7 separate regions of the Mus musculus genome follow, and all the other regions are linked to region 3. Evidence: chromatin contacts called from public HiCAR-type and promoter capture Hi-C data. All regions are on one chromosome and are shown on one strand. Each heading gives the region's core, a stretch centred on a gene start, on an enhancer-like site or on the middle of the called end of the contact. The rest is flanking DNA. Distances are from core to core; before and after follow the strand shown. Region 1 holds the start of Capn7 (calpain 7). Region 2 holds the start of Sh3bp5 (SH3-domain binding protein 5 (BTK-associated)). Region 3 holds the start of Timm23 (translocase of inner mitochondrial membrane 23). Region 4 holds the start of Wdfy4 (WD repeat and FYVE domain containing 4). Region 5 holds the start of Nisch (nischarin). Region 6 holds the start of Bap1 (Brca1 associated protein 1). Region 7 holds the start of Mettl6 (methyltransferase like 6).

Region 1 (2,700 bases), core at 137-2,636, 870 kb before region 3:
AGACTAAACACTAAGAGCTTCTCTAGGGGATGGTGACATGGAACAAAAGCCCCTTCAGGGGATTGGTATGAAGAAAATCTTATTGCTAAGGCTTGAGATTGTAAGAATGGAGGAAGGGGACGACAGACATTCATAGCTGGCACAAGCAAGGTGGAGGGTCGAGACACACATGATGCTCAGGGATGCTGACCACAGCCTCTTTAGCTGTACACTGACCAGTTTCAGTAGTAACATCCACCCCATTGTGACCTTGATAATGAATATCCTGAACCACCAGCATGAGCATCACTAAGGAGTCTTTCTTGAGCTTGAAGACAGCTGATACCACTCTAGACTGGATCACAATCAATTCAACTCCTTTTCTCTCTCTCCCTGAGACAGGTTTTCTCTGTGTGGCCACACTACTATCCTGTAATGAGCTCTGAAGACCAGGCTGGCCAAGCACTCAGAGATTTGCTTCTTCTGCCTCTGGAGTGGTGGGATTAAAAGCGAGCACCACAGCCAGGCTCACAATCAACTCTTAGCAATATCTCCAGCTGATTTGTGTTCATGTTTGCACGGAGAGTGCTCCACTACAACAGACATATGCCTCCTGGGGTCGTTCAGGGTTTTTGCTGTGTAGATCATGCTGGCCCAGTCCTCTTACCACAGCCTCCAGACTGCTGGCTTACAGGAATGTGTCACCATATGCTGCGTTAATGTTTCTTATGTGTGGGATCATACAGTGTATAATTTTGTCAAGACTTGCTACTTTGACACAGCATGGATTTTGAATCTCATCCAAGTTCTGGCACTTGCCATTAGTTAATTTTCATCACTGCTGAATTCAAACTTTTAAGGGGATAAAAGAAAGCAACCACACTACCATTTACTATGTAATTACAACCTTCAACTTGCCCTAAGATACAAGTCAAAAATACATCATCTGGTTTGTAGACAATTCAAACAATACACTTCGGTGTGCCTTGGGGAGCCGTAGAAGGTCATACTTTAGTTTGTCAAATGAACATTACCAGAGCATCTCAAAAGCACCTCCTAGCCTCATTTCATATCTTTATTTCTAATTAAACCAGTTGGCAATACGAGGTGCTACTGATTGTTTCTTTCCGCCTACCCTTCTCACTTAGCGGACCAAGGGCTCCATAACGCGCATGCTCCTTTCAAGCCATCCCCTGATTCTCTCCAACAACCTCCTGGGCACTGGCACCTTCTTTCTAGCAGGCGGAAGCGGAGCCCTCAGCTTCGCCCTGGCACCTGCTTCCTCTTGTCCAATCCCACTGGACATTGTTCTGGCCCCGCCCACCTACGATCGCCTTGAGCCCCGCCTGCTTCGGCGGGAGCGCTCCCCCTCCCGGCCGGGGTCGACTGCGCCTGCGCAATGCGGCTGATGGGCGGAGCAAGGACGCGAGGGGTGGGGGCGGCCGCGAGGGCTCCGAGCCCGGGCTGCTCGGAGCTCGCAGTCCTCCGGGCGGGTCTGAGGTAGTGGGGCTCCGTCATCTCTTCCGCCGCCCTCGAAAGTAAACTTTGCCACTCCACCCGCGGGGTCCCCAGTTCTCGCCGCAGTGCCTCCGGGCGTCGGGGTTCCGCGTCAGGGCCTGTCTGCCTCCCCCGGCGTGGGGCCTTGGGCGCCATGGACGCGTCGGCGCTGGAGCGGGACGCCGTGCAGTTCGCGCGGCTGGCAGTGCAGCGCGACCACGAAGGCCGCTACTCTGAGGCGGTGTTTTACTACAAGGTGAGGACAAGCACTCGGCTCCGGCCGCGTCACCCGATCGAGTGTTGGCGGAACCCAAGGCGGAGGGGCGGGGTCCTGCTGGGGCTGTCCGGCTTGTCAGGCCGCAGATGCCCGCCGCTTTGCTGCTTGTGGCGGCCGAGGTGGGATGGGGAGTGAACACCCTGTTCGCTGTCTGTTGGCCTTGATGCAACCCTTGATGTGAGGCCAACCTTGGGTAATCCGTCAGAATATGCTAATAGTGCACGTTCCAGGTAGAAAGAAAAAGTAAATTAGGAAAAAAATTCATCGTACTCTAGCATTCGATGTATGTCTCCATGATTGTTTTTCTGAGTGTATGTGTGTATACACGCCTTCTTACCCCCAAACTTGAATCATATCGTTTGTACTATTTTGACATCTCACTTCTGCATTGTACCTAGATAACCTTTGGTTGCTTGCATGTGCTACGTTTACAGCATGTTCTGTATTTGGTTGTGGCTTTCCAGCATTGAAGTAGTGCAGTTAAAATCCTTAGAGCTTTTTTTTAAAAAAAATGTGATACTTGTTTTGGATGATGGGGAGCACAGTTGCTTGTCAAAGGGTATGCACTTCCGCAGTTCATCCTGTGTTCTCCAGTCCTGAAGGTTTGCAAACACACCCCTCCAGTTGTATCGTCATGATATGGGCATCTTTTCCTTGATTATACGGAAGTAGTAAAAATTTCCCCCTTATGCTTACGTGTTATCAGTAAAGCGTGGTTTGCTTTCTGCTAATATTTTACTATTTTTATTTTAAAACCTACCTTATATTTAGACACTTTTGTTTTAGGATCATTCGTTTTAAGTTTCTTAATTTTGATTTTACAATCCTACCTCCCTACCACACCCGAGTGTGTGTGTATGTGTGTGTGTGTATCTGTCTGTGTTGTGTCTGTGTCGGTGTCTCCCTGCCCTGTCGCCCTCGTTCTCGGGGTTCTTGCTATATAGTGG
Region 2 (2,700 bases), core at 199-2,698, 770 kb before region 3:
CTCTTTTAAACATTTGCAGTCTGACATTTTGTAAGTAGCCAACATGAGTTAACTCATCCTCGTTCAGCTCATCTTTGCTCTGTGAACAAAGGTCTTGCTAACAAAATTCCACACCAAATCCACAAGATTCTGTAATCCAAGCCCAGGGCCCGAATTAACAGAATAACCAATGAGGAGGTTTTCTTACTGATCTTTAGTGTATTGACTTGACAAAATAATTAATTTAAGCCAAACTGATGAATTTAAAGCAGGCTCTTTTTTTTTCTTTATCTGTGCACTTAAAACCAATTATGGATCCAGAAATTGCAAAGTATGTTTAATAGCTATTTTTTAAAAAATGATTTATGGAAAGGGTACAAAACGGGTCATGAAAAGGAATTTGCTTTGTGCTTAGGAAGGTGAAGAGGTTAAGCTGTCACTCCTGGAAATTGTTTTTTAACTCTCTCTCCTGGAAATGGAGGCACAGAAAGCCAGGCATTCTCTGCTTTCCCTGCCTCCACGCGTCGGCTTTGCGCAGCAGCTGTCCCTGGTGGACGTTCACACTGACCTCACAAGGAAAAGGAGGGTTTTAAACAGTCTCAGGCCAAGTGCAACACAGTGCCAACGGTGGCAACGGCAACGACGCCCACCATGTGTTGACAATGAAGAGGACGGCAGCCCAGGCCAGGTGAGGGCTCACGAGGCACCCCACACCGGTGCAGCCCACACTACAGGGGCAAGCGACAGCCACCTTGCCCTGCTCGCCCACCACGATGTCTGCATCCACGCAGGTGGGATAACGCTGCGCTGCAGCCCCGAGGCTGTGCAGTGCTCCAAGCGTGGCGCTGAGGTACCCCGACTCCGCTCGGGGCCCCCGCCCCCTTTTTCCTTTGTTGCAATCCGCCTGAACAGCTGGTCGTGTAGTAGGGACCCTCGGGTTGGGCCGAGGGTCTGCAGGGATCCCCGCAATAATCAGGCCGCGTTCACGCGGGCACCGAAGCCTTCCGCAGGGAGACCGTGAAATGGGGTGTTCCAACCCTTGGTGAAGATCCTGAATTTAGGCAGCCCCCACCCCGCGACCGCGAACACGCGAGGCTGTAAGGCATGTGTCTGCGTTAGATGCCGACTTCCACGGTAGCCCTGGTGGGGTGCGGCTGTGGGCTCCTGTCACGCGTCCTACCTGGATCCGGGGGTCCACCTCTTCCTCCTCCTCCTCCAGGCCCTGTTCCATCCTCTCTTCCTCCTCCTCTTTCTCCTCCACCTCCCGGGCAGGCGGCGGGAGCTCCGCCGGCTCGTCAGAGCGGCTCCGTTTCAGCGCCGTGTCCATGCGGGCAGCCGAACGCGCCGCAGCCGGGTCGCAAAGCGCACGGTGGGATCCGGACGCACCGAGGGCCACCTCGCCGCAGCCGGGTAGGTCTGAGCGCGCAGCGCTGCCACCCCGGGTGCTCCGCCGGCGAGTGCGGAGTGGCAGAGGAAGTGGGCGCGGCTGCCCCCTGTCTGCAGCGGCCCGCAGTACACCGCACCCACTTTGCCCAGGCCGCCGTGATAGCCTGTGTCACCCGACACTCTGTCACAAAAAGCCCAGTGCACTGGAGTCCCGGCCATGGCCACTAGGAGAGGTGCCGCCCAGTGGCTCACCAGCCCGAGCGTGGGCCGCCTTAAGGTAGTTTCCTCCTGCCTCCAGTGAAGCAGATCAAGGCACAGAAGGAAAGTTCGGGTGATTTCCATTCTTCAAAGCTACCTTTGTGTCTATTTGGAGTCACAGAAAAGGGAACTCTACCCTAATCTTGTCTGTACAGCAGACAGAGGATGGCTAGCCAGGTCCAGCCACCGAGTGGACATCATAGCCTGGAGTCTGCTGGGCAAAGCTCGGCAAGCGAAGGCATGAGCTCTTAGGGCTTTCCTGGATATTCTGAATGCACGAAGAGCCCATGGAGCTGGGGGGGGCGGGGGGGGAAATCTATGGATCGGGCGGCTTTTTAAAGAGATTGCCCTGCTTGCTCGTGGCAAAGCTTGCCCAGTGTAGGAACTATGTGGTTCTGCCCAACATCACCAAGCTAGAGCTTGCCTAGCCAACTGGGCATCACAAAAGGGCTAACAGTGGACAGGTTTCTCTGAACGTTTACAGGTGCTAGGGCCACTGTGAGGTCAGGGACTACCTGGTCAGATGCCCTGAGCAAAGTGGATACTTTGTAGAGGGAGTTTGGAGGACAGCTTTGCTTGAGAGAGTTGTTCTCGGAGCCTGTGATCCTGCCTTTTCCCCCACCTCAGAAGCAAAGCAAAGGGGTATCTGTCCTCTTTCTCAACTGGTCAGTCTTCTTCAAAGCCAGTACCAGAGAATCTCACGTGTACCACAGGCCTCCCGTGCTTCAATCTCCCCTCTGGAAAAGCCTGACCCTGTGTTCCCTTCCAACAGTTTCCCGTATTAGGTCTGTCTACTGACTTCCCACTCACTCATTTTGTTTGTTTGAAACAACCTCGGCCCAGGCTGGTGTCAAGCTCTTATCAGCTCAGACTGGCCTCGACCTTCTGATTTTCCAAAGGTAGACTCCCATGTGCTGCATTTTTAATCAGGCACTCCTCCTGTAGAGCTCACTATACAGCTAACACTGTATATATAGTCACACTGCCTCTGGTTCTGAAGCACTGAGATTATAGACACACACACCACCATTTTGGCTTCCTTGGTGGGATGGGGAGGAGACAGAGTTTTCTGTGTAG
Region 3 (2,700 bases), core at 53-2,552:
GACAAACTGACCCAATAGCTTCTCAAGAAACACAGCAGGTTTGTTCTGTCTCTCAAGCACTTGTTGCTAAATTCAGGTCACAGCTCTAACTTCAACTCCCAAGCTGTTTTCTCTAACCTGTTCTCCAACAACCTTCACGGCCCATCACCACCACCACCATCTCAGGGTCCTATTTCAATTGCCATGTCATCTATCACTAACTTCTGTGTCCTCACGTTACTCTCCTCAGTAGTATGTGTACTCTCTCACCTTAAGTAGTGCCCTTCATGTTATGCAACTGAGATATCCTAAGATACACATAAATTGTGTCCTGGACTCAAGTTTTGACAGCAGACATTAGGGTTATCAAACGGCTTTCTGAATGTTTTTAAGTGTAAAGGTTTTACTTAGAGGATTAGCAAGAAGAAACACTTTAGTAAAGTGTTATTAAACATTAACTCCCAAGCTCTACTTATCCAGTCGAATATCCATAATTACAAAACATTAAAAGCCTGAAAGACATACTTAGGTGATTGAGAAGGGCCAACAGGCTGGGAATTCATGCCTCTGCATCTTTGAATTTGCTTATATCGCTTTCAGAATTTGGCTCTTTTTTCTTGTTTAAAAATCTCTTAAAAGTTTCGTTTGCTTCCCCAGCTCCTTCTGATTTCCTGAATTGTCTCTCACACGCACAAAGAACGAAAAATGTTTTCGCCTAACTGGTTTAGAAATATTTAAAAGCCGTGTGAAAAAAAATTAATAGCGCGCTTGTTATTTGGAATGTTTATTTCTAGAACTAGGGTCTCCTAACAGGGCCAAGCATACAGAAAAGCGTGTGACGAGAAAAGACGGGACGGGGCACTAAAGAGGAGGACATTTTGTGTTTCCTCTCGAAACTAGGTCACTAAAAGAGCTTCCCGGGGATTTACGATCCCCCAAATTCGTTCAGCCTTGAAACCCAATCACCGGCGGTGAATCTCGTAAAGGCGAGCAGGAAAAGGGACAGGAACGTTACACATTTCTAGCTGTCCCAGGAAGGAGTCAGAAAGGGGAGCAGGCGAGGCCCGATACTCACGCGGGACGCCGGCCAAATCAGCGTTCGAGTAACCCGCTCCTCCGGCTCCGAAGAAGCCAGCTAACCCGCTGGTGGATTTGTTGCTACTTCCTCCGCCACCTTCCATGAGGTCGCAGCAAACGGCGGTGGGCTCGCCACCACCACCTCAGGCCGGGGACGTATGCTCGGCCGTGGCCGCGACAAGCAACAGCGGGAAGACCCGCGTTGCTCCTGCCACCTTCACCACGCTGACCTTCCGGGCGCCGGCTCCCGTGAAGTATCGCACTTCCGCTTTACGGCTGTGTGCGGCCCGGAAGTGGGAAGCGCGAGACGGCTGCTTTCCGGTGGTGGGAAAGTGAGCCTGGAGCCGGAGCCCGATCTCGAGCCGAGTGGAAGCGGCGCGTCCCGGGGCTGGTGGGCTCCCTGCTGCCGAGCGGAGGCAAGCGGCTGCGCAGCGAGGGTCTCGCTCGAAGGCCCGAGGAGTGGCAGCCTCCAGGCGGGCCGCTGCGGAGAGGGAATGGTGCGCGGCGCGCCGAGAAGGAGGCGCAGTCCGTCCCTGTCCGGGTTAGTGAATGAGGCTCTCCGCCCGGGCCGGCCCGGGGACTGTGTGCTGCGGGTCCCAGCATGAGTGCGGGCCCCGGCTGGGAGCCCTGCACGAAGCGGCCCCGCTGGGGCGCCGCTGGAACTTCTGCGCCGACTGCCTCGGACTCCCGGAGCTTCCCTGGCAGGCAGAGGCGTGTTCTCGACCCCAAGGACGCTCCCGTCCAGTTCAGGGTCCCTCCGTCCTCGCCAGCCTGCGTCTCGGGGCGGGCGGGACCGCACAGAGGCAACGCCACCTCGTTTGGTACGTGGGAAAAAAAAAATCTTTGTCCTTGTTTCAGTGTGAGGACCAGGAGACTCCAGTCACTCCTAACTGATCTTGTTTCCACCACTCTGATGACCCCGATGTTCAATCACTAGATGCCACTCCAATGAGAGGCGCTACAGTTTTACTAGTGGCATGTGTGTTGTGGAAAACTTTGTTGGACAGGTAGTTACCGGACCTCCCCGGGATACTTTCCTCAGCTTGGATAGAGAATTTGCCCTGTTAAGGAAGTCTAGTTGTGTATGTGAAGCAGAAGGGCGCTTCAGTCTCCAAAAATCGTAAAGAAAGTTGTTGCAGTAGACTCAGTGAGAGCTGACTTCCAGAGTGCAGAGCTGTTAGCCTTAGCTTGCTGGATTGTATTTGTCCCTGGCACACGATGTTGAACACGAGGAACTTGGTCTCTTCTTTCGTACCTTGAAATCTGTGAGGAGAGAGAAACAATAGCACAAGTCAAATACCTGTAACAGAGAGTAATGGATGTTGTTGTTCATGAAGGAGCCATTGTTTTGGTAGGAATTAAGTATACTTAAGTTAGTTATGGTAGTCCAGAAGGTTTGGTACTTACTGTGAGTACTGGAGAAGAAAGTAAAGAGGTACTTCAGATATGCAGTGGGTGCGCAGAATCAACGGTGGAATGGTGAGAGATGGGCTGCAGAGAATTAGGACAGTGATCCTACTCTGCTGAGTAAGTGTGGACAGTACTAAGGATCTTGAATTTTACATTTTCAGGGCAGTGAGAGGCTATTAAAGAGTGTTCAGTTGTGTGAAGGGGCGGGGTAAGGCAAGGACTTGGTTAGTCTTG
Region 4 (2,700 bases), core at 79-2,578, 980 kb after region 3:
GCCTAACTTCAGGCTAAGTTCAAAAAAGTATAAAATAAAGCCATATATAGTTTGGGTTACCTTTCCGTTGCTGTGATAAAACACCATGACCAAGACAAGTTACAAAAGAAAGCATTTAATCTGTTGCTTACAGGTTCGGAGGATTAGAATCCATGATGTCAGAGCAAAGGAACAGTGGCAGGAACAGCTGAGAGTCTAAAAATCACATCCAAGAGGCAAAGAGAGAGGCCCTCACTAGAAACAAAGGGAGAGGACTTTTGAAACCTCAAAGCCCGCCCCCAGTAACTCACCCTTTCCAACAAGGCCACACCTCCTAACACTTCCCAAACATTTCCACCAATTAGAGACCAAGTATGAAAATATATGAGCCTAAGGAAAGCACTCCCATTCAAACTACCAGACATGTATTAAACAATTTAGAGATAGTGGAGGAATCAGAAATAAAAACAAGGAAACAATAATCCCAAAGCTGGGACAGAGGGTCATTCAGGCTAAACACCTATACACACAAGATAATAAAATAAGGTTTTTTTAAAATTTAATAAAAAAGAAAACTCTTTTAGGCCCATAGGAGGTCAGACCAGACACCAAGGATGTAAAGACAGGAGAATTTTTCCCACACTTGAGCCCACACCCAACTCTCTGGCTAGTCCCCAGCCCCCAGCACACCCTTCACTGCAAGGTACCACACTGACCTCCAAGCCTTCCTGAAGGCTTTTAAGAGCAATTCTCAGAAACCACAGTGCAGGGCTGGGCTCCTTCAGTGTCCTCTCAGCAGATGTGTGCCCTCCCTGTCCATCCTGCACATTCCTCCAACCCACTTTATGTCACCGCACCGGCATCACAGGCCCCATCTGTAACTTGTCTCTTTACTAGTTCATTGGACGTAAGTGGATAGAAATGGAGACAATTATACTTGAAATATTCCCTAGAAAGACAGTACCCAACGCCCAGTCATCACTTCGGAAAGACTGGGACAAAGGATTAGGTTCTTGAAAGCTGGGTTTTGAAGGAGAAAGGGATCAATCCTCAGTGGCCCAGATGCTGCTGTTAATGAGAAACATTGGAATTCAAAGGCTGCGTGTGATAACGCAGGTGAAGAAATGCCACCTTAAGAGACTTCTACTTACCAGATCCTGGGGCAGGCAAGGGTGGGGCCAGCTAAGGGCAAGACCAGGTCTGCCCAGCTGCCCCGAAGGCCAGGGTGGGTGGTCCACCCTTCACAAGCTACACCAGGGCTATGAGAGGAGCGTCTCAGTCAGTGTCCCGTTCTATACCTTGACAGTGGCACAAGCCAGAGTTAGTTTTCCCCAGCTGTGGCAGACTCCTACCTCTCAGCAGAGTCTAAAGAAGGGACTTAACCCGTGGTCAGAGGGTAAGGAATGATCTAGTGCCTGGTCAGCTCAGCAAAACTCACAAGTGACAAGGGTGCTGAGAGGCACTGACCACAAGGACCTCCTTCACCGCTCACTTCCTGCCAATCGTCCCTCCTCTCTGCCACCCCGCATTCAGACTAAGTACTGATGGTCACACATGTGCTCCACAGTTGGCTTTGCAGGAAGCAGCGGGGCAGTCTACCGCAACAAACAGCCCCCACCTGGCTGATCTCTCTTATCCAAGATCAGAAAGACGTACCTGGAGGGTGGTGGTCAAAGCCTGCGGATGTCACATGGTGTGAGTGCTTCTATCCCCAGCCTCCAATGGCTCAGCTCAGGGGAACAGACCAAGACCTGGCCTCGCATGGCAGCCATCAACAACAGTGTTTCATTATGAATCACTTGTGCTGGGTTTCTCTTCATTTCCTGGAGAAAGCAGAAGTGGGAAGTCAGCAGATGCCTGCCCTTCCCATCCTTCCCTCCAAGGAGCCAATGACAGAGCTGCTTCACCAATGACTGGCAGGACAACATGGGTTTCACAAAAGCTCCCCTGAGACTGTGTGTTTGGTGATCAAGCAGAGCCAGGTGGGACCTAGGAACAGAAGGGAAAGTACAGCCTGGTGCCCATGTCTGAATTCCGCCTCTGCTGCTTACTAGCTGTGTGCCCAGCAGGCTGGGGTCCGTATGGCTCCTCGTCCTAACCCTCAGCCTCCCAGTCCTAATTTCAAATCCCTAGGAACTAAATCTAAATGCCTTCCCTTCTCTAAATGGTAAGGTATGGGAGCAGGTGTGTGGAATACCAATATGGAAGAATGGCTCTTTCTAAGACCCCAGCAGAGTTCTTAATGTCTCCACAGGATGGAGAAGACTAGATTGGAGCAGAAGCTTAGAGAAAATCAGAAACGTCTTTGTAGATAAGCCAGGCACAGGGGGGACTGGGGGAGACAAAGCCAAGGGTTAGGGGTTGCAGGAGTGTGAGGCTCAGAAACACACAAAGGAGAAAGTGGGGTGTTCTCCTGATGAGGTGACTTCATTCGTGCAGGTGATGTTCTGCCCAGATGACCCACAGGACAATGTGGGTCAGTAGGGGAAAGGGCAGGGTCCAGGCACTTATAAGAGCAGAGAGGAATCTCTGATTGGATGTTGCAGCCTTGTGCCTTTACAATATGCACATTCCCATAACTCCAGCTTTTCCTATGGGGAAAGTTTCACACTCGGGCTCAGCAAACAACTCAGGCCCAGTGCAGAAGCCACCCACCAGGGGAGCAGAGAGACTCCTTCCACAGGTGGGCATTGCCATGTGGAAGGGAAACACCCTTAGGTT
Region 5 (2,700 bases), core at 164-2,663, 1.0 Mb before region 3:
CCTGGAGCACGGAGAGGTTAGTGGGAACAGTGAACGAGGCTGATTCCTGACCCCAGGAGCAGCCATTTCTCCAGAGCCAGCCTGTTGCTCTAAAAGGAGCCGCTAGCGGCTTCTCTTCCTTGCAGCGGGGAGAAAGAACTAGATAGAGGAATCGCCCTCAGGATCCGGTATTAGGGTGGGAGCCAGTGGGGTGGGGCAAAGGCAGGCCCGAGGCCCTTACCTCTGTCCACCCTCCAGGGAACAAAGGACAAGGAGACGGGAGGTGCTCAGTGGGCCCCCACCACAGTGCAAGTTTTCACCTGGCAGGCTGCCCACGAGGCTCTCGGGCCTAGCATCCAACCCTATGCAGGCCCAAAGGGCGTCTAACGCCATCACAGAAACTACCCTCCTTTTTTGTTGGCTTTCCCTTGTAGCCTACAAGGATACATTAGAAGCTCGTGTCCCTCTCCCCTAAGCCGTGACGTCCCCTAAGGTTTGCAGGCCCTGTACTTCGGCCTCGAGGTAACTTCTGTGTTCTGCACGGCTGGGATCCATTCCTTTCTCCCCAGACCCCGAGGGCTCATTTTTCCATCCACCACCCCCCCCCACACACACACACACGCACGCACGCACGCACACACACACACTTCGCAGGGCTGATCTGGACTGCGACTAGTGTTTGGTTGGTGGGGGTGGAGATCGGGATCTGCTGTCTCTCCTTCACCACCTGATGATCTCTAGCCCTGGCCCTTGGTCCCATCGACCAGAGACCACCCCTTCCGCGTCCCCTTCCTCCCAGACTTCCCATGAAGGTCTCTTAGGCTGGCATTCTTCCTTGCCTGGAGGATCCAGAGGGCCTCCATCTCACCATCCCCTCCTCCCCCACCCTCTGATTGCTCCAACACAAGTCTCCTTTTCTGGTCGCGCACCCTTTCCCCAGCCCCCCTTCCCGCGCCCCGCCTAGATCCTCCTCCAGAACCTATGCGACCCGGCCCTTCCTCCGAATCCCCCATTTTTTTCGGGCTCCCTCGTCGCTACCTCGCAGAACCTTCCACGCACTCATCGAATGTGCTACCCAGGCCCCCCCCACCCCCCACTTCTCAAAGCCCCTGGGTCGAGAACTCCGGGTTCCAGGCGCTAAGCCCGCTCTGGACGCTCGCGGCCCCCCAGCACACCGTGTACGTGTCCACGAGCTCAGAACCCACGACGCGCGCCTCCTTGGCAGGCTCGGCCTCCCGCTCAGGGCCGAAGCTGAGTGTCGCAGCCGCCATGTTGCCGGCTCCACCGCTGCCGACGCCCGGCGCAGAGTGGCAGCAGCAGGGGGCGGGGTCAGCGTCCCACCGCCCCCCAGCCCCCGCTGCCCCCCGCCCGCGCCCGCGACGCCATCTTGGCCCCTCGGCCTGCTTGCGTCCTCGCCCCGCCCCTTGCCCGTAATTGACAGCACAACCAGTGGCACGCATGCGCAGCTCCTGCGGGCTTGCCCAATTTGCTTTCTGTATACCTGTGCGGCGTTCTGTCCCCTCGGGCAGTTGTGGTCATTGTCCGCTGGGCTCACAGCAGGGAAGGGCAGAGGCCATGGGCCTTCGGAACTCTCCGAAGTCACTCTGCTTCGCTTGGCCTCAGTTTCCAGAGGGGACATTAATAGGGTCTCGCCTGGCTGTTGGGTTCATTCCCTGTGTAGCAAGAGCAAAATGAATAAGACTAGACTTAGAGATGGAACAAGGACCAGAGGGACTCTCCGACACTTGGGGGGTTTGTTGTTAAAAGTACTGGTGGAGAATTGATTGTGGTGATTCTGCAGTGCTCAGTACCCCACGGGCTTTCCCCTGGCAGTGTGCTAGGCGGCACACTGGTGTGTTCAGGGAGAGCTTATATGCAGCAGACGTGCAGGTGGATGGAAGAGATATGCGCTGTCCATCTGGTTTCCCAGATGACATCCTGCAAGAGCTCAAGGTGAGGAGGAGACAGACTAGGCCTTGGACACAAGAGCGTGGCTGAAGAAACATCCATAGGGAACAACCATAGGGAAGACTTAGCTGGAGAAGAGATGACCCAACCGGAGGAGGAAAAGAGAGAATCCTGATAGACATAGGGTTCTTTAGGGACACTTGTTGACTCACAGAATGCAGCTGACTCAAACCCGAAGTGAACACTGATTGTTGTCCTTGAAAGATGGAAGGTTGCGGCGTGGTAGATCCCGCTGAAGGGCTTCAGGCCAGCCTATTCTTTGTGGGCCAGTGACTTCTTCCATTACCAGTGTCATATTATACTCTGAACCTTGCATAGGAAGTGTTTCTTGGCAGGACTTACACTGCCAGCCTCTGTTGGCATGCTACCATCTCTCAGGGGGTGTAATATAAGGTAGGGATTCTCCGGTCAGCTTGACCTCAGGCAAGTCACTGTGATTCCATAGAAGACCGAACTGTTTACTTCACATTTCCTGTGTGCTCATATTTTCATTCATTCAGGAAACTTTTTCCTGAGGTTGTTGAGGATGTGTGTGTGTGTGTGTGTGTGTGTGTGTGTGTGTATTGCATTTAGGTGCTTGCTCCCAAACCTGAAAACTTGAGTTCAGTCCTGGGTTCCTGGGAACCTAGGTAGCAGAGAGAGATAGATGACTCCTGCAAGTTGTCCTTTGACTTCCACATGCACTCATAAATAAAAGCAATACATTCTTTTTTTTTTCTTGAGACTTCCCTGGGGGTGGGGTGGGGTCTGGGG
Region 6 (2,700 bases), core at 136-2,635, 950 kb before region 3:
AGGTCCTGAGTTCAATTCTTAGCAATCACATGGTGGCTCCTGTAATGGCATCTGATGCCCTCTTATGGTGTATCTGAGGACAGCTATAGTGTACTCATATACATAAAATAAATCTCTTTTTTTGTTTTGTTTTTCGATACAGGGTTTCTCTGTGTAGCCCTGACTGTCCTGGAACTCACTATAAGACCAGGCTGGCCTCGAACTCAGAAATCCGCCTGCCTCTGCCTCCCAAGTGCTGGGATTAAAGGCGTGCGCCACCACTGCCGGGTTTGGACAGCATTTCTTAAAAGACCTCAGTCAATTAGGTCCCTCCAGAGATATACTATACTTCAGTATCCAGAGCCTCAAGTCAAGGCTGGCGATTCTGAATCTCTTCATGAATGTCAGACTTTTCTAACTGCTAACTGCTTACAAGCCATCAAAACTTCACGCTAGCTTTTCCCAACACAGGAGATGCAGTTGCAGAGCTAACATCAGTTTGTTTTCTTACTAAACGTGGATGGGCTGAGATGGGTTGGAACCTTTCCGTGTCCCCACGGGGATCTACTTTACTTCCTAGTATGTTGGCGCTAAACCCGACTGTGTTAAAATAGAAATAAACCTTGAGATTTCAGTTCTTTGCATCGCTGGGACACGACGTTACTTGAGTAGTAGTCTGTGCACACTGGTAGTTATAAGATGGAATCTTCAAAACAGTTGAGGACGGTCGTGGCAAATGCAAGCTGCTCAGTCCGCGATTTCCTAACCCGGCGGATGCTCGCTCGAAACGCTTACCAAGTTGTATCACTGGATAAAAGTGTTGGGTAAATTAAAAATATATTAACGTGTTCGGTCCCGCCGCCGCAAGAATAAACGATTTATTTGGAAAATACGTCAGTGTGGCCACAACCGTCCCCCAAAGGTAACAGTCAGAAGAGGGCTCAAGGAGCATTCCGCGCATGCCAGGGCTCCCTTGCCGGGCGGCTGTGGCGAGGCCAGGCTGGAGGCTGCTTCCGCTGCTCGCTCTCACGGAAGCTACGGGCCACCGCTTTCAGCCCAGGCTGCCCACCCAGCTGTCGCCGAGGGCGCCGCTGTCCCGGAGCTTTAGTCGTTGACACAAGACGTGGTAACTACTTCACGGGCGGCCGCCCCGCGCGGTGACTGCGCCGTCGAAGGAGGCGAGCGTGCTGAGGGGGGATGGGGTCACGCGGACTGTGGCCAAAACGAGGACCGCTAACGGCCGCGCGCCCGCCCCGCCCTCCGCACGTGCGCGCCCTCGCCTCGACGCGCGCGCGCGTGCATGCCCGCCTCTGTCTCCGCCTCCGCCCCCGCCGTTCGGCCGGCGGAAGACCAGCCCCCGGGTTAGGCTCGTCGTGTGATGATGACGTTGTACGTCCGGCGCGGGCGAGTGACGCGGCGCGGCCCGTTGTCTGTGCGGGGCTGAGAAGCCCTAAGGGCGGTGGGCGCTCCCGGTTGGGGGCGGCGCGGGTTTAGCAGGGCCTGGACATGGCGCTGAGAGGCCGCTCCGCGGGAAGATGAATAAGGGCTGGCTGGAGCTGGAGAGTGACCCAGGTACGGAGGGGCCTCGGCGGGCCGGGGGCTGGGGAGGCCGGATGGGCCCCGGACGCACCTGCATGACAAATCCCTCTTCTTGTCGTCCCACCCAGGCCTCTTCACCCTCCTGGTGGAAGATTTCGGTAAGAACCCCGTTACCCACGACCTTCGGTCCCTGGCTGGTGTGGATGTGGGGGTTGGTCCTTGAGTTCTCGCAGCAGAGCCTGGGACTGCCCTGCCGACCTCTCCTTTCCTGATCGTAGGTGTCAAAGGGGTGCAAGTGGAGGAGATCTATGACCTTCAGAGTAAATGCCAGGGGTGAGTGGCTGGGACGCCCCCTTACCTCCGGAGGGCCGAGAAAGGGCAGGGGAATAGTACCCCATTCAAGGGAGGCAGTACTAGAAAACCTGAGCTATATAAAATATCACATAAGAAAGTGTCACTCTTTGTGGGTGCCCTCTTGGACTTTTCTTTTCTTCTCAGTCTTTCCTCAGTGTTTCTCCTTAGAAAGCTGTAGCCCTCCTTTTAACCCTAAGCACTCGTGGAGTACAGTTGAGCTGCCTTTCTGGTTTTGCAGCCGGAACCCTCCGTTGCATAGTGTTGCACCTTTTTTGTAAGTGTACAGTCCATTAATTACATCACCACATGTGCTGTGCCTTTAATCACCACACAACATTTGTCCTGACCATTAGTGGCGCTCTCCTCTAGTCCCAATGCTTGGGAGGCAGAGGCAGGCAGATCTCTGAGTTTGAGTCCAACCTACGCTACTTAGTGAGACCATGTGTCAACAAAACTGAACACAGTTGTCCTGTATTGATTGGTTAGTGTGAGAAGGCCTTTTTTAGGTACCTAAACTCAGAGTCTTGTTTTGGAAATCTATAGAATAGAGGCATAGAGAACCTAACTGCTTCCAAGGGAAGGAACTGGTTTGGGAGTTCACGCACTATACTCATTTTACTAGGACTGGAGGCCGAGGTCCACCAGTGAGTTGGTACTTAATTCTTCATCAACGTTTTTGTGCCTTTTATTGTGTCCCTACCTTGCTCCATCCTGGGCCAGCAGTTCCAGATTTCCTTCTTCTCTTGCCTAGACCTCATAGACCGAGTGGGGTTTGAGAGCTTCAGGCTCATACTTGACTGCCTGTGATAGGCTTCTGGGGTTTGAGGT
Region 7 (2,700 bases), core at 121-2,620, 710 kb before region 3:
CTTTTATAAAAAAGGTCCCAGTTCTTCTGAGCCTCTTTTTCCAGTTTTTGCTGTTTAAAAGCAGACACCAAAGCTTGGTCTCTTTTCAGTTTCTCCTCTTCTTCAGTGCTAAGAATCCTTGCTTGCAGTCCTTTCCTTTGGAAAGAAGCCATTGTAGTTGCCGGAAACACATTCAATGCTGCTATAGGTCCTCTGTTCTTCAACCATCTGAACAAACGATGCTGAGATTGTAGACACTGGAGTTTCTCTGATGCAGTTTCCCCAGGTGACTTTCCAGCTCCAACAGGATACGATGCTACTTAGGAAAGAGAAAGGGGGGGAGGGGGTTGACTGATTGATTCTGACTAGTGATTCTCTAACAACCTGCCTGCTTCTCTCCCCATCCTGTTCATCTGAGCCAGGGGCTGTCCCTGAAGCCCAGCCTGTCCCTTGAATGTACTTCCTCTTGCCTCATCCTCCCAACTCGGGTGACCAGGGCCTCATCAAGCTAGATCGTTCTTTATTATTTCTAGAGCTTGGATTCTAAACGAGTCCAAGACTCGGGGAGAGGTTCCCGGAGGGCTCTTTAAGGCTCCGGGGTCAATTCACTTAACACTCCCGAGATGCTGACTCTGCCCAACACCCTGCCGGGGTCTGGAGAGGTCATAAAGACCAAGACAGTCTCTACTGCATAGAGCTTACTACACTCAGAGACCAGAACTCTCACGGACCGGACTCCCAATTCAAATCAGATGAGCCAAGTACTACAAGAAATAGGTTTACTTAGGGCAAAGGGACGCATCCACGAGTTGACTGAGAAAATGTGAGAAAAAAAAATTCTCATCAACGTTCAGTGCCCGTGGGAAACGTGACTTCAAAACAACGGCAACAACCGCCCTAACCGAAAGCGGGTAGACGATTGCCTAACAGACACGGGATCGCGGGGGGGCTAAGGAGGTGACGGAGCTGATCCGGAGAGGCCGGGGTTTCTGATCGTACCCATAAACTGAAGGAAGCGTCGTCGGCCAGGAGAACTGAAATCCTCTCATCGCAACCATGGAGCGAAGTAGGGGGAAGGGTGACTGAGGTCCCGAGAACCGTCATCGCTCTCTGAACCCTCGGATAAAGCAGGCCGCTAGGGTCTCGGGCATGTCCAGGGACACTCATACCTACATTCAAACTCGCGTCCACTCAGTTCCCCACGCTCTGAGCTCCCAGGGTCCCCAGCAAAGAACAGGTCAGGGCGCACTCACCCGTCAGTCAAGCCCAGGCGTCGGCAGCAGAATCTTCTAGCTGACCTGGGCTCCTCCTTAGACCAGAAAACTGTGGGCTGCAGCAGTCCCGGAGAACTCTCTCTCCATGGCACTGCCCCCGCTATTTCCGTTGGGGAGACGGAAGTCCCTCCCCAATGCCGGAAGTGCAGCGGCCTTACTTCCGCAGAGTCTCTCGAGACGCGGAGTAGATTGGTTTCCGGCCCCGGGTGGGCGCGGACTTGGTTCAGTGCGCGCTCCGGAGCGGTGTCCCGGGAGCGCGGTCCTGCGGGCCGCTTGCGCGGGGATCCGGGGGGACTGCGGCCGCGCGAGGAGAGCTCCAATCCGGGTGCCGGGCAAGTGCAAGGCCATGAACGGCACGGCGAACCCGCTGCTGGACCGGGAGGAACACTGTCTGCGGCTAGGGGAAAGCTTCGAGAAGCGGCCGCGGGCCTCCTTCCACACGATTCGCTGTGAGTGAGCGCCCCTCCAGGTTCACTTGGGGCTCCCTGGCCGCCACGTGCAAGCCCAGACTCCCCTGGCTAATCCCGGCTCGAAAGCGTCGCTTTCCTTACCTCTCATCCCTTAGCCTCTGGAACTTCGATCTGCTCTTTTACTTTGAAATCTCTTCTCCCAAACCAAACCTCTGATTGCTGCCAACTATTCTTTTACTTTACAGTCTCAAATACCACTTCAGAAAGTCATAGCCCCTTTATTTCAAATTCCCCTTCCCAGCCCTTAAGCCAAACTTTTCTCCTTTAGTAGCGATGCCCATTTCTCCTCCCTTGTGTCCCCGTTCTCTTTGTCGAATTCTTCCATCAGGGCTCTTGCCCTGGAAAAGTCTTCCGTTTGCTACGAGTGTCGTTTACTTCATTCCTTCCCTTGCTCCTTTCCCCTTGCTCTTGGTCTCCTCCACAGCCAGGGAACCTGCATTCTTCGTGCCACCCATAAGGTTTCTTCTTCCTCTCTGCTTATGACACTGATTTTGTTGTTGTTGCTGTTCGAGACAGTCTTACTAGTGATGCTGGCCTAGAAATTACTATATAATTCAGGCCAGCGCTGAACATGCTGCAGTCCTCCTACCTCAGCTTCTGTGGTGCTGAAAATATGGACCTGATCCACCATACCTAGCTAGATTAATGTCACCTACTTCACCTTAACTTCTGGGCCAACTCACTTGTGGGTGAAGAATAAAATTAGAGTTTGTGCATCTGGCATAAATTAAAGCCTGATCTATGTTTGGAAAATGAAGAAGGCAGCATAAGGAATGTGGAAAGAGTCATTATGTTGGGCCCTTTCCTACGTGATTATAGACTCTGAAAGGGGTATTGCCACTGTGTGTCCTGAGTCAGGACATGGCTGACCAAACCAAGCACATCCCTGTGAATCACAGGCGTCGGGTTTCCGGTAGCGTTAGTGTGGGTTAAGACCTGCTTTGTCATGGGAGCTAATCGATGTGACTCAACACACA

Evidence for each region. Promoter capture Hi-C pulls out the DNA fragments that hold promoters and counts their contacts. HiCAR-type assays count read pairs that join an accessible place to other places. Capture Hi-C pulls out chosen DNA fragments and counts their contacts.
Region 1: a promoter capture Hi-C map of adipose tissue shows a contact between it and region 3, with 4 times the contacts expected there. The contact joins the promoter of Capn7 here to the promoter of Timm23 in region 3. A contact is called at or near these places in 9 of 39 promoter capture datasets (3T3-L1-derived adipocytes, the C10 cell line, the HPC-7 cell line and 6 more), 1 of 484 Hi-C or Micro-C datasets (CD8 T cells), 1 of 115 datasets of contacts at active chromatin or transcription factors (fibro-adipogenic progenitors) and 2 of 9 other capture datasets (adipose tissue and liver).
Region 2: a contact with region 3 is called in a HiCAR-type map of astrocytes, with 3 times the contacts expected there. The contact joins the promoter of Sh3bp5 here to the promoter of Timm23 in region 3. A contact is called at or near these places in 3 of 115 datasets of contacts at active chromatin or transcription factors (astrocytes, bone marrow-derived macrophages and memory CD8 T cells) and 1 of 9 other capture datasets (pancreatic islet).
Region 4: a contact with region 3 is called in a promoter capture Hi-C map of pre-B cells, with 6 times the contacts expected there. The contact joins the promoter of Wdfy4 here to the promoter of Timm23 in region 3. A contact is called at or near these places in 2 of 39 promoter capture datasets (the C10 cell line and pre-B cells).
Region 5: a promoter capture Hi-C map of pre-B cells shows a contact between it and region 3, with 2.4 times the contacts expected there. The contact joins the promoter of Nisch here to the promoter of Timm23 in region 3. A contact is called at or near these places in 8 of 39 promoter capture datasets (3T3-L1-derived adipocytes, the C10 cell line, the HPC-7 cell line and 4 more), 1 of 484 Hi-C or Micro-C datasets (CD4 T cells) and 1 of 9 other capture datasets (liver).
Region 6: a promoter capture Hi-C map of adipose tissue shows a contact between it and region 3, with 2.0 times the contacts expected there. The contact joins the promoter of Bap1 here to the promoter of Timm23 in region 3. A contact is called at or near these places in 2 of 39 promoter capture datasets (the C10 cell line and hippocampal neurons), 2 of 115 datasets of contacts at active chromatin or transcription factors (double positive thymocytes and stem cell-derived neural progenitor cells) and 2 of 9 other capture datasets (adipose tissue and liver).
Region 7: a contact with region 3 is called in a promoter capture Hi-C map of the HPC-7 cell line, with 5 times the contacts expected there. The contact joins the promoter of Mettl6 here to the promoter of Timm23 in region 3. A contact is called at or near these places in 16 of 39 promoter capture datasets (the 3T3-L1 cell line, 3T3-L1-derived adipocytes, the C10 cell line and 11 more), 9 of 484 Hi-C or Micro-C datasets (the HPC-7 cell line, cortical neurons, embryonic stem cells and 4 more), 8 of 115 datasets of contacts at active chromatin or transcription factors (the 230-238 cell line, astrocytes, embryonic stem cells and 4 more) and 2 of 9 other capture datasets (adipose tissue and liver).

What each region holds. Positions count from the first base shown.
Region 1 is chr14:31,335,252-31,337,951 of GRCm38.p6, forward strand. Capn7 (calpain 7) reads left to right here and starts at 1,387. Exons shown (of 21, transcript NM_009796.3): 1 at 1,387-1,732. The coding sequence starts at 1,631.
Region 2 is chr14:31,434,652-31,437,351 of GRCm38.p6, forward strand. It overlaps Sh3bp5 (SH3-domain binding protein 5 (BTK-associated)), which reads right to left and starts at 1,449. Exons shown (of 9, transcript NM_011894.3): 1 at 1,160-1,449. The coding sequence starts at 1,306. It overlaps Gm35907 (a long non-coding RNA gene), which reads left to right and starts at 583. Exons shown (of 4, transcript XR_383329.4): 1 at 583-667.
Region 3 is chr14:32,200,589-32,203,288 of GRCm38.p6, forward strand. It overlaps Timm23 (translocase of inner mitochondrial membrane 23), which reads right to left and starts at 1,303. Exons shown (of 7, transcript NM_016897.3): 1 at 1,055-1,303. The coding sequence starts at 1,160. It overlaps Parg (poly (ADP-ribose) glycohydrolase), which reads left to right and starts at 1,383. Exons shown (of 18, transcript NM_011960.3): 1 at 1,383-1,877. The coding sequence starts at 1,658.
Region 4 is chr14:33,183,738-33,186,437 of GRCm38.p6, forward strand. Wdfy4 (WD repeat and FYVE domain containing 4) reads right to left here and starts at 1,329. Exons shown (of 59, transcript NM_001146022.2): 1 at 1,131-1,329.
Region 5 is chr14:31,205,413-31,208,112 of GRCm38.p6, forward strand. It overlaps Nisch (nischarin), which reads right to left and starts at 1,414. Exons shown (of 21, transcript NM_022656.2): 1 at 1,155-1,414. The coding sequence starts at 1,250.
Region 6 is chr14:31,250,104-31,252,803 of GRCm38.p6, forward strand. Bap1 (Brca1 associated protein 1) reads left to right here and starts at 1,386. Exons shown (of 17, transcript NM_027088.2): 1 at 1,386-1,551; 2 at 1,647-1,676; 3 at 1,797-1,851. The coding sequence starts at 1,515. It overlaps Phf7 (PHD finger protein 7), which reads right to left and starts at 1,212. Exons shown (of 11, transcript NM_027949.2): 1 at 602-1,212.
Region 7 is chr14:31,493,670-31,496,369 of GRCm38.p6, forward strand. Mettl6 (methyltransferase like 6) reads right to left here and starts at 1,371. Exons shown (of 6, transcript NM_025907.4): 1 at 1,233-1,371; 2 at 1-295. The coding sequence starts at 152. It overlaps Eaf1 (ELL associated factor 1), which reads left to right and starts at 1,410. Exons shown (of 6, transcript NM_028932.4): 1 at 1,410-1,702. The coding sequence starts at 1,600.